2 separate regions of the Gossypium hirsutum genome follow, and region 2 is linked to region 1. The links are chromatin contacts, called in public Hi-C maps. All regions are on one chromosome and are shown on one strand. The core of a region is the stretch at or near the end of the contact, and the rest is flanking DNA. Distances in the headings are between cores, read along the strand shown. Region 1 has its middle 15 kb from the start of LOC121225762. Region 2 holds the start of LOC107887374 (NAC transcription factor 29-like).

Region 1 (4,985 bases), core at 780-3,279:
GAGGAAGATAAATAATTAGTTGGGTGATTAGTGATTTATAGTCACAAGAGGGATACTGTAATTAAACTAGAGATCGATCCACTGCTGAAAATTATTAGCCATTTAAAGCAGACAAAAGAAGATTTTGTTCTTTTGTTAGGTAGAAGACAAAGAAGATCAAATTTATTTACTATTTTACTAAAAAGAAAAAAAAGTTGTTCTTCCATGTAATCAGCTTAGGCCGGATGCATAATTTTTGCACTGTGGTTAAAACATTGATTTATTAAGCATCTTTGTTGTATACTTAGCCAAGTTGCCAACAACTTTGGATACCTATAAATAATTAACTAAAATCCCAATCTATGAATTTGTACCTAATGAGTACAAGCATTATATCAGATTATCAAAAACACAAAGAAATGAGATTCCAATAAAAAAAGAAAAAAAAAAAAGTAATTTTGATATAAAATTTAAATTAAGATTAGTCATGTCAAATTATTAAGAATAAAAAATTAAAATAATACTCAATGCGAAAATATACTTGAATTCATTGAAATGTTATGATTTTGATCTTCTAAATTAACACAAAGAAAGTAGCTTTTGTTTTTTCTTTTAAGATATCAGAAAAGATAGTATTTATAATTTAAAAATCATAACTCTAATATATAATATTTACATATTAACTTTAATTTTTAATGAATCTATCTAAAAATTAGTTAATAGAATATCTATCTATACATACTTTATTTATTAACTGAAGTCTAATAAGCTGTAACTAAATATTTTTATGATAATAAATAATTATTGTTTGTGATGTTGATAGTAATGCTGAGTTTTGTTTAAGTTTAAATGTGGGTGGCTCTCGCAAATTCCTCCTCCTATCTATGACTTGGTTTTTCTACGAGGGAAAAATTTAAAATATTAAAAGTAGCTGCGTGCGTTTGTTTCCTTTAACGTGGGATGTTAGTGGCTTATTGATTGGTTGCCAACAAAAGCAAAAATCCTCGACCTTTTCACACCATTCATCAATGTAATTTTTTAAAAGAAACCAACAGAGTAAAAATAGAATGCCGTGGAAAAGCTTTGGTGTCGGCAGCCACATTCTCCAAAATTAATCCACAATTCATCCAACCCTCCTCATTCAACTTTAAATTCCCTCAACAACCCATCTTTTTATACTAAAACTTTTATTTTTTATTTAAAAAATTTAGTAAATTAATCTGTATAAATTAAATTAAAGATTAAATTGATACTCCCATTAAAAATTCTATTAATTATATTGTTAAGTAAGATCCTACTAAAAAAAAGGAAATAATATCTGCTTTGGTTCTCTACTTTGATTGCTTGAATTAGTCCTTTCACATTAAAATTTTCATTCATTTTACCTGTTAAAAATTTTATTTGTTTTGCTTGAATTAGTCCCTTCATATCAATATGAGTTACTCACTCTTAAGTTACTCCATCAGTTATATTAATATTTAATAATAGAAATAAATAAAAAAATTTAATAAAATAATCATTTTACTCTTTAATCTAACACATAAAATAAATTACTAATATCTTTTTAATAATGGGAACAAAATATAATACAAGATATACAAGAGTTCCATTTTACTTTTAACCATGGATATAATCTTTGAAACCCTGTAAAAGTTAAAGACAAACCAGAAGGTTGTGTTTGGGTCGTTAGAAATGGTTTTAGAGCAGTTGGTAAGGTACGCTCCAAAATTGTGTCTTTAAAGAATGCATAGGTAGTTAGGGCCAGGGGTAGCTTGGTTAGAAGAGTAGTGGAGAGATTTGGCAAGGGAGCATATCTAGTCCAAAAGATTCAAACTATCACTCTTTTCCAGGCAAAGACTCCATCGATCACGGGCATGGCATGGGATGCCATGAATCCACGCCTTGCCCAAGCGAGTGGCTCCTCCAATAACATGGGATTCTATGGTTTAGCTTTTTAACTAGTATTTCTGCAACACACATTTGTGGTGTGGTCAGCAATAACAGACAGCAGCATGACTCCGCAGCTAACTTTTTTTCGAAAAGAAATAATAATATATTGTTGGGAGATTGAGGTTCACGCTCCTGACCGCAAAGTGCATCAGATATTGGGGAGTGGTTCTTGTCTGACTCATTACAGGTCTTTTGCATGGCGGGATTACCTTTTTCTCCATTAAACAATTCTTAAAACCTTATTCTCTGTCCCAAAATGAATTCCAATTAATTGAGTGAAAATGACAGCACTAACACTAACACTTAAATCTTATTTAATATCTGTTGCTCTTGCTCACTCTTTAATTTGAATATTTTGTTTTAAAGGTGTAAAAATGAAGCTAAATTGAGACTTGGGATAATTCGCTTTAGGGTCTCCTTGGATAGATGATATATTTATTTATGATTAATATAAAATAATAATGATAATAAAATTAAATATTTAATGATATTATAGAGTGGAATAAAAAAATAATTAAATACATTGCACTAAAAATAAACAGACTAACACTATTAGAGCCGATTTTAAATACAACATGGACTTAATTGCAATAAAGAAAACAAATACATGTTTTCAACCATGGGGTAATTCATAATTTGAAAAATATTACCAATGATCTCAAAAGGGTTACTATTAGTTAGGTTGTTGAGTCAAATCAGAATAGAAAAAAAAATTGGCATGATTATTTCACTTGACTTTTAGTTGCAGTTGCAGAGAATCAAAATCCTGAATTTGGGCGGTAGACTGAACAGGATTGGGTTTCCCAACCAAAAGGTGAAAATGAAATGGGCAAGCAAACAGGTAAAAGAACAAATAAAAATCAGGTATGGGTGGAGTGAATTAATAAAGATTAAACGTTGGTGATTAATTTTTTTAGGATAAATGTATTTTAGGCGCATTTGATAGTTAATTACTTATAGACTTTATTTTCTATAAATGTCAAATTTAGGATAATTTTGCATTTTAAGTTCTTTTGACAGTGAAAATATAGTTATTTTTTATAGTTAATTACTAATTGGTTTTTTTTAGTGAAAAAAACCAAACAATTACATCAAAGTACTAAGTAAATAACTGAAATTAGTTGTATCAACATTCAAAGCATCTATCACCTTTGGAGACACCTCATCGAACACCTGAATACCTTCCTTCCAGGCAGAAGACATTTTGGCTAAAAAATCCGTATTTTTATTATCTTTTTTAGGACCATGTTATACACGTCATTTCCCAAAACCATGTAAAACTTGAGAACTTCTTGCCTTAGGTTGAATTTGAGCCAATCAAATTCTGATCTTAAATGGCTATAATCACCTCTAAGCTATCAGTGTGTATCACCACTCTTTTCAAACCTTGCTTCTGACATGGAACCGAACCATTCAAAATCCTCCATAATTATGCATCAAACACTGAACATTCCCTCAAATAATAGTTATATCTAAGGATCTATTCTTTATTTTGATCTTTCAACACTCCCCTTACAAAAGAAAGTCTTACTCCGTGCTTAACCGCCCAATCAAAATGTAAGAAACACAACTCTTCAAAATGGATAAATTGAGACCAATTTCATGCTTCCTGATGGAAGTCCTCTTATTGGCCAAAACATATTATTTTGCCCAACTAACGGAGGTTTTAACAATCTCAAAAACATTCCAATTCGAACCTTGAAAAATAAAAAAAAATGTTTTTTAAATACGCCAAACAATTAACCTAATAGATATGTCCAACTAACACTCATACTTAGCATCCGTACATGATTATTTAAATTAAATCCCAACCATTAGAATAAATCCATGGAAAAGATATTACACTGTTTATTTGTAGGCACCATCTGTGTCCAAACCTCAGTCTCTAATCATATAAAAAAAATGTCCTCTGATTCATTATGACAAAACGACCAAGAACAATCATGACCAATACCCCTCCTAACTCTTGATATACAACTTTTCTTAAAGTAAATTGTGAAATTTAAGATTAATATCACAACTAGTGCTATGATTTCATTCTTGATAGATTCTGAATGGAGAATTTCCTTTTCTATATCATTTTAATGCACTAATTTTTAGTAACTTAAAATATTTTTATTCTTATATTCAATCATAACTTCTTTCTTATGGAAATTAAAAAATCAGCAATTACTATAAAATGATATTATTTATGCTTTTATCTCTAAAGTCAACTATTCATAAATATTGAATTTTCTTCATTTGTTTTTCATGTGCTTGCTGAAGCAACTTGGCTCATAGCTCTTATACTCGATTGCCACAAGAAATATTTATTACCCTCCAAATCAAACACCAATGTTGAATATTTAAATATTTGTGCATGAACTCGTTGTTCACACATAAAAATAAAAATGCATTTATGAAGATGTGTGTGGGTTGAAAGTTTGACCATCCATAAGGGTTGGCAGCACGAGCTTGACTTTGAAGTTTGAGCTCAACCAAAACACAATGGGATTGGGGTAACTAAGCCTTAAGCCTCTTTGCTTGCCTCTCTTTTTGTGTGCAAAAGCTCACTTCCATAACTATTAACCACGTTTTAATACAAGCAAATTACACTTGCGCCACTCAAACCCTACTCTTTCTTTTTAATATCAATGATTAAAGTTGATCAAATCAAAGGTAAATCGTTTTGATTAAGTTTTTGCAATTTGGAAACTTAATTTTTAGAATATTTTCATTTTAGTTATTTAAGTGTTAAATCTTTAACAACGATTGACGAGTGTCATGGGTCAAAGTGCAAGGCCCGTGACCACGGCACAATATGCACCCCATGGAGGTCTGTCGATAAGCTGAGGATCATTTAGCCCACGAGAGCTGGCCTGATTCAAGGAACTGATGGAGAAGCCTGTCAGATTGAAGCCTGGTTGGCCCGATAGCGAAGATATGACAACTTAGGCAACTATGGTAACTAATCTTAAAAGATAGAGGGAATCATATCTTGTAAGATTAGATAGGATTTGATATGGCAATATATTGTAAATCCCTTAAATCATGGGATATGGTTAATCTCGTCCGTC
Region 2 (4,985 bases), core at 1,271-3,770, 100 kb before region 1:
AAGAGTTATTTTATAAAATAAATGATTTAATATAAAAATAAACATCTCTCTCTGAGCTACTAAAACCCAACAATTTCTTTTATTTTCTTCCCATATTCATCACTTTTTTCTCTATTTTTTTATTCTCTTAGTCTCTAGAATTTTTACAAGATAATTTTTCAATCTTTCAATACTTTCATGTTGCTCTTCAAATTTGGTAACAACTCATCTTTTTCTTTTCATGTTTTATTGATTAATATCTAAAAAATTAATATTGTGACTTTCTTATGATAGATTAAATTTTTTATGCAAGATTTAGTTTTTTTTTATTATTTATTGAATGATTTTGAGATTATTTATTTTATATGAGACTCCTAACATCATGAATGTATAATAGTTTTTGGAAGATGATTAATACAAATCCTTAAAGAAATTAGGATTGATTAATACAAACCCTTGAAGTAGCGTTTGGAAACTAGGTTTTCAGAATTTAGATTTAAAAAATAATGTAAATTGACTAGCAAACTATTTAGAAATGTAACATTCATAATCATTTCTCATAAACATAGATTTGCTAGAGGTCTATTTATTAAGACAAATCCACGTTTTTATATTTTTCTAATATATATTGGATTAATTTTCAACTAATTTGACTATAATATATGCATCTTATTCTTACTATTTATATAATAATTAAAATCTAAATCCAAGTTCTCGAACGGAGCATAAAAAAATTAGGATTGATTAAAAAATTAGTATTTTTTATTTATTTAGAATGTATTGTTGCTATTATAATTATTGTAAATTTTGTATTTGAAAATCCGGTATGTTGTATTCTCATGACACTAAAAAGTATTTAAGTGATGTTTATTTTTATGAAAAAAATTACTAGTGATATGTTGACTTCATGAAAAATTTTATATATTGAAGGCTTAAATAAATTTGTTCTAAATGTTTAACATAAATAGAAAAATATTTTTAAAAAATCTACTAAAATTATGCATTAATTTATATAAATTTTTTTATTTGTTTAAAAGTTTTGACCTCCAATCTAAAATTCCTAGTTACTGAAGATAAGGGGAGAGGTAGATGACACACTTGGTCGTATGTTTTTCAAAGAATAATTTAGATAAGATGAAGATGTTGAATAATATAGTTAGTTGGTTGGATGTGTTTTAAAAATAAAAAATAAAAAGAATGGAGGAGGGTCTAATCCCCTAAGTAGCATGCTCAAAACACAGTGCTTGGGGGATCCAGCCCTCCCTGCTATTTTGAGAAATGATATAAAATGGGATATTCGTTAAAAGAAACCCTGAATTTTGAATATTCGTATTGCTAAATAAGGAATGATTCGGGCTTTTTAGAAAATGTTGTAATACTTGCGGTATCTTCTCCATACTTGCTATAAAACAAAATGTGGGATTTTTTTCTCATATTCTTCCATTTTTAATGAGTCGGGCTTTTTAGCAAAATGTTGTAATACTTGCGGTATCTTCTCCTACTTGTTGTAAAACAAAATGTCGGATTTTCTCTCATATTCTTCCATTTTTCTCTTTCACTGTTAGTGAGTAAAAATATCATGAGTGCTGGTTTGCTAGGAATTGAATCCTTTTTTATGTACAACTCAATCATGTCGAATAAATCGTAATAATTAAGGAATATACCTCAAAACTCTAAAAGTCTGTTTAATGAAGGTCAACTTGCCACGTGGTGTTTCTATCTTTGAAATTCTTACGTATAAAATAGAAATTGATAATTAGTATATATTTATATGTAAAGGATTAGCACGAAATAAGGGGTCATTTAGTGAGGTGGCTAAGATAAGAACCACAATCTTCTTCTTATTTTACTTGTTCCCATCCCTTGGTCTACCTTTCTTTCCTTTAAAAAATTTATACCATACTTATCCTACTCTACCACTTTTCCCACTACTACGTGTCGCTCTTTTAACTCCTTTCCATACCACCTTTGCATGACTCATTCCCCAATTGTTTTTATATTCACTCTCCTCACTCCACTATAAAATCAAATTAAATTAATCCATTTATTTAATAAATTAGTATACTATTATAAATAAATAAAAAACATTTTCTTTGCAGTTAAACATTTTAGAGTTTGCGTTAGTTATATAAAAAAAAAGTGATAAATTATTGGATATATACAAAGTGCAAGTATCTCATTGGATAATTATCCCAAAGGAAATACAAGACTTTTCGTTATTTGATTGGGTAAGGTAGAAAGAAGGCAGGCAGGCAGAAGAGCGCGTAATGAAGGAATTGTGTAGATAGAGCGGCACGTGTTGTCCACGTTCTCACCGGTTGTGGCAGTTGATCTTCTTACGATGTTTAAATTCCTTCAAAGTCAAGGCATCACCCAATCACACTCCATTTTCCCGCACAATAATACGACAAGAATACTGCAACCATAAAAGGCGTAGCCCTCTCCTTGCAAACATTTCAAACACCCTTCTTTTCCTATGCCCCTCTTCACCCTTAAACCATCTTTCTTTTCAAATCCCCTTTTTCTTCTTTTTGAATAGAATGGAAACAAAAACCAGCTCTGACCTTCCTCCAGGTTTCAGATTCCACCCTACAGATGAAGAATTGATCACCTTCTACCTTAAAAACCAGGCCAAATCAAAGCCATGCCCTGTTTCAATTATCCCAGAAGTTGATATCTACAAATTTGATCCATGGCAATTGCCTGGTTAGTCTATTTATAAATTTATTTTCCCTTATTTTATTATGCTATGCTGCTGAGTACTGACTATACTGTTTTTATTTTTTATTTTTTATTTCTGCATATGATGTTGAAGATAAAGCAGAGTTTGGTGAAAAGGAATGGTACTTCTTTAGCCCTCGAGATAGGAAGTACCCGAATGGGGTTCGACCGAATAGGGCGACGGTGTCAGGGTATTGGAAGGCTACGGGCACGGACAAAGCCATTTATAGTGGTTCCAAATATGTTGGAGTGAAGAAAGCTCTTGTGTTCTACAAGGGCAAGCCACCAAAGGGACTCAAGACTGACTGGATTATGCATGAATATCGGTTAAATGATTCACGTAAACAAATCACCAAGCAAAATGGATCCATGAGAGTAAGTTTGTCTTCTTTTTGGTCATTAATAATATTTCCAAGTATTGTTGTGATGATAGAAGTAAACTGAGTGGAAACAGGGCTTGTTTTACAATTTCAGCTGGATGATTGGGTCCTCTGCAGAATCTACAAGAAGAAGAACCCAGGGGGAAGAGGTTTGGATCAACAAGTGGAAGAATCAAATGCCCCAATTCACATGACACAGTGTTCCAATGATGCTAGTGAAACCCAACAAATGTTGAAATTCCCAAGGACAAATAGTTCGATTCCTCAACTACTGGAATTGGATTACATGGGTCCAATTTCCCAACTTTTGGGTGAAAATACATACAATTCCAGCTTTGACTATTTCCCTAACACCATAGACAGTAATACCACAGGTGACCATGTTGAGAAACTTCAGCTACAAGAAATACCTTACCAATACACTGATTCAGGGAAGCTTCAAGTGAATGAGAGTGGGTTCTTAAACCAGCAAGTATATATGAATCCCATGCTGTATCAATTTCAGTAATAGATCTCCACTGAACTGTTTTCACCTTGACAAAATTTTGGATTGGTCTATTCACAAGAAAAAAGAAATGTGTGTGTAAAAACTGTTAGCTGATAGATTAGATATTTTAAAATGATGAATTTTGTAATATGATTTGCTTGAAATTTGCAAAAAGACAAAAACGATGATGATCAAATTGAAAGCCAATTCTATTTTTATTAAATGGATATTGATTGATTATGATCAAAACAATAAACAGTCTTACAAATCAGATGATTATGGCTACATGTTTTATTTTTAATACAACCCATTCCTTTAACCTAACTCTGTTCGTACGAATCCCTGGGTTATTTGCTTTCTATTATAGACTGAAATAAGGCTTCACCAACAGAACAAACAAAACAAAAACAAGTGCAATTAAATTAATGTGGAAAGTATTATTATTTGGTACCCGGTTAAAGGAATTACAAATTCCATAATACTTATATAATACTTATTTAATGACAAGAGAATTATGTTGTAGGCATTAGAATCTGAGTTTGATCTAAAGTAACTTCATTCTTCTCCTCTAATTATAAAAAATAAATAAATAAATAAACAAATGGCCATATAAAATAAATAAATCTCATCGTTACTTGAAAATTTTTCTTCAAAGTTAAACATAAAATCTTAAATATATCATATTAATCCCTATTTGAACGTGTAGAATGTTGTTTACTATAATGTTTATCGTTTACAAAAATAGCAAGTTTATTTGGAATGTAAGCATAGATGACGCTAATGATGATGCGAAGAAAGAAGATATTTAATGAGTAACAATTTTGATATTTAATTATTGGTTAGAGATGGATAGGTACAGACCAGAGGAGATGACAAAATATTGGAACAAGATTGGCATGACCGTTGTTAGAAACTATTGGCAGACTTTTGGGATAGCTGGCTTGCTTTGCATCACTTACTTATCCAAAACAAAACAATTAAATGGGGGAGTTGGTGGCTGGGGGTGGTCAAAGATGCGTCTAGAATTGCTCTGTATATAAAAATGCAAGGGCTAAATTTGTCCTTGTGCTGCACTTGATGCTGATATTTGCAATGAATAGGTTATTCAGCCGTCATACTCAAGAATGGAATCTGAGGACTCTGCTTTTAACTAGTTAAGCCTAATCCTCTAAGTGCCTCCTATCATATTTCCTTTTTCCGAGTTTAGAATGAGACTCCAACTTAAGTCTTTCATCAGTATTATCTATTGGTTTCAATTTCGTTACAAGAGATAATTATGGGAGCACTGAAACTTGTGCGATGCCTATGTCAAATATGAAATGGTGTTTGGAAAAAATAAAGCATGTTGAGAGCATATAGTTGGTTCTTATCTCAAAGTGGATATGCCTCCGCCTGGAGTTGAATGAATTATCTATCGA

Evidence for each region. A called contact is a pair of places that touch in the nucleus more often than the background predicts.
Region 2: a contact with region 1 is called in a Hi-C map of leaf, with 3 times the contacts expected there. The contact joins the promoter of LOC107887374 here to the enhancer-like site in region 1. A contact is called at or near these places in 16 of 34 Hi-C or Micro-C datasets (anther, callus, fibers and 3 more).

The regions. Positions count from the first base shown.
Region 1 is chrA03:67,045,210-67,050,194 of Gossypium_hirsutum_v2.1, reverse strand. No RefSeq gene overlaps it. Among protein-coding and RNA genes, the nearest start is that of LOC121225762, 15 kb to the left of the region's middle. Within about 2 kb of position 2,029, at least 4 of the 9 cell types and tissues checked have an H3K27ac peak or open chromatin away from gene starts, as enhancers often do. A contact at or near this core is called in fibers, hypocotyl and leaf, where this site is marked.
Region 2 is chrA03:67,147,812-67,152,796 of Gossypium_hirsutum_v2.1, reverse strand. LOC107887374 (NAC transcription factor 29-like) reads left to right here and starts at 2,520. Exons shown (of 3, transcript NM_001326739.1): 1 at 2,520-2,685; 2 at 2,795-3,075; 3 at 3,175-3,588. The coding sequence starts at 2,520. The coding sequence ends at 3,588.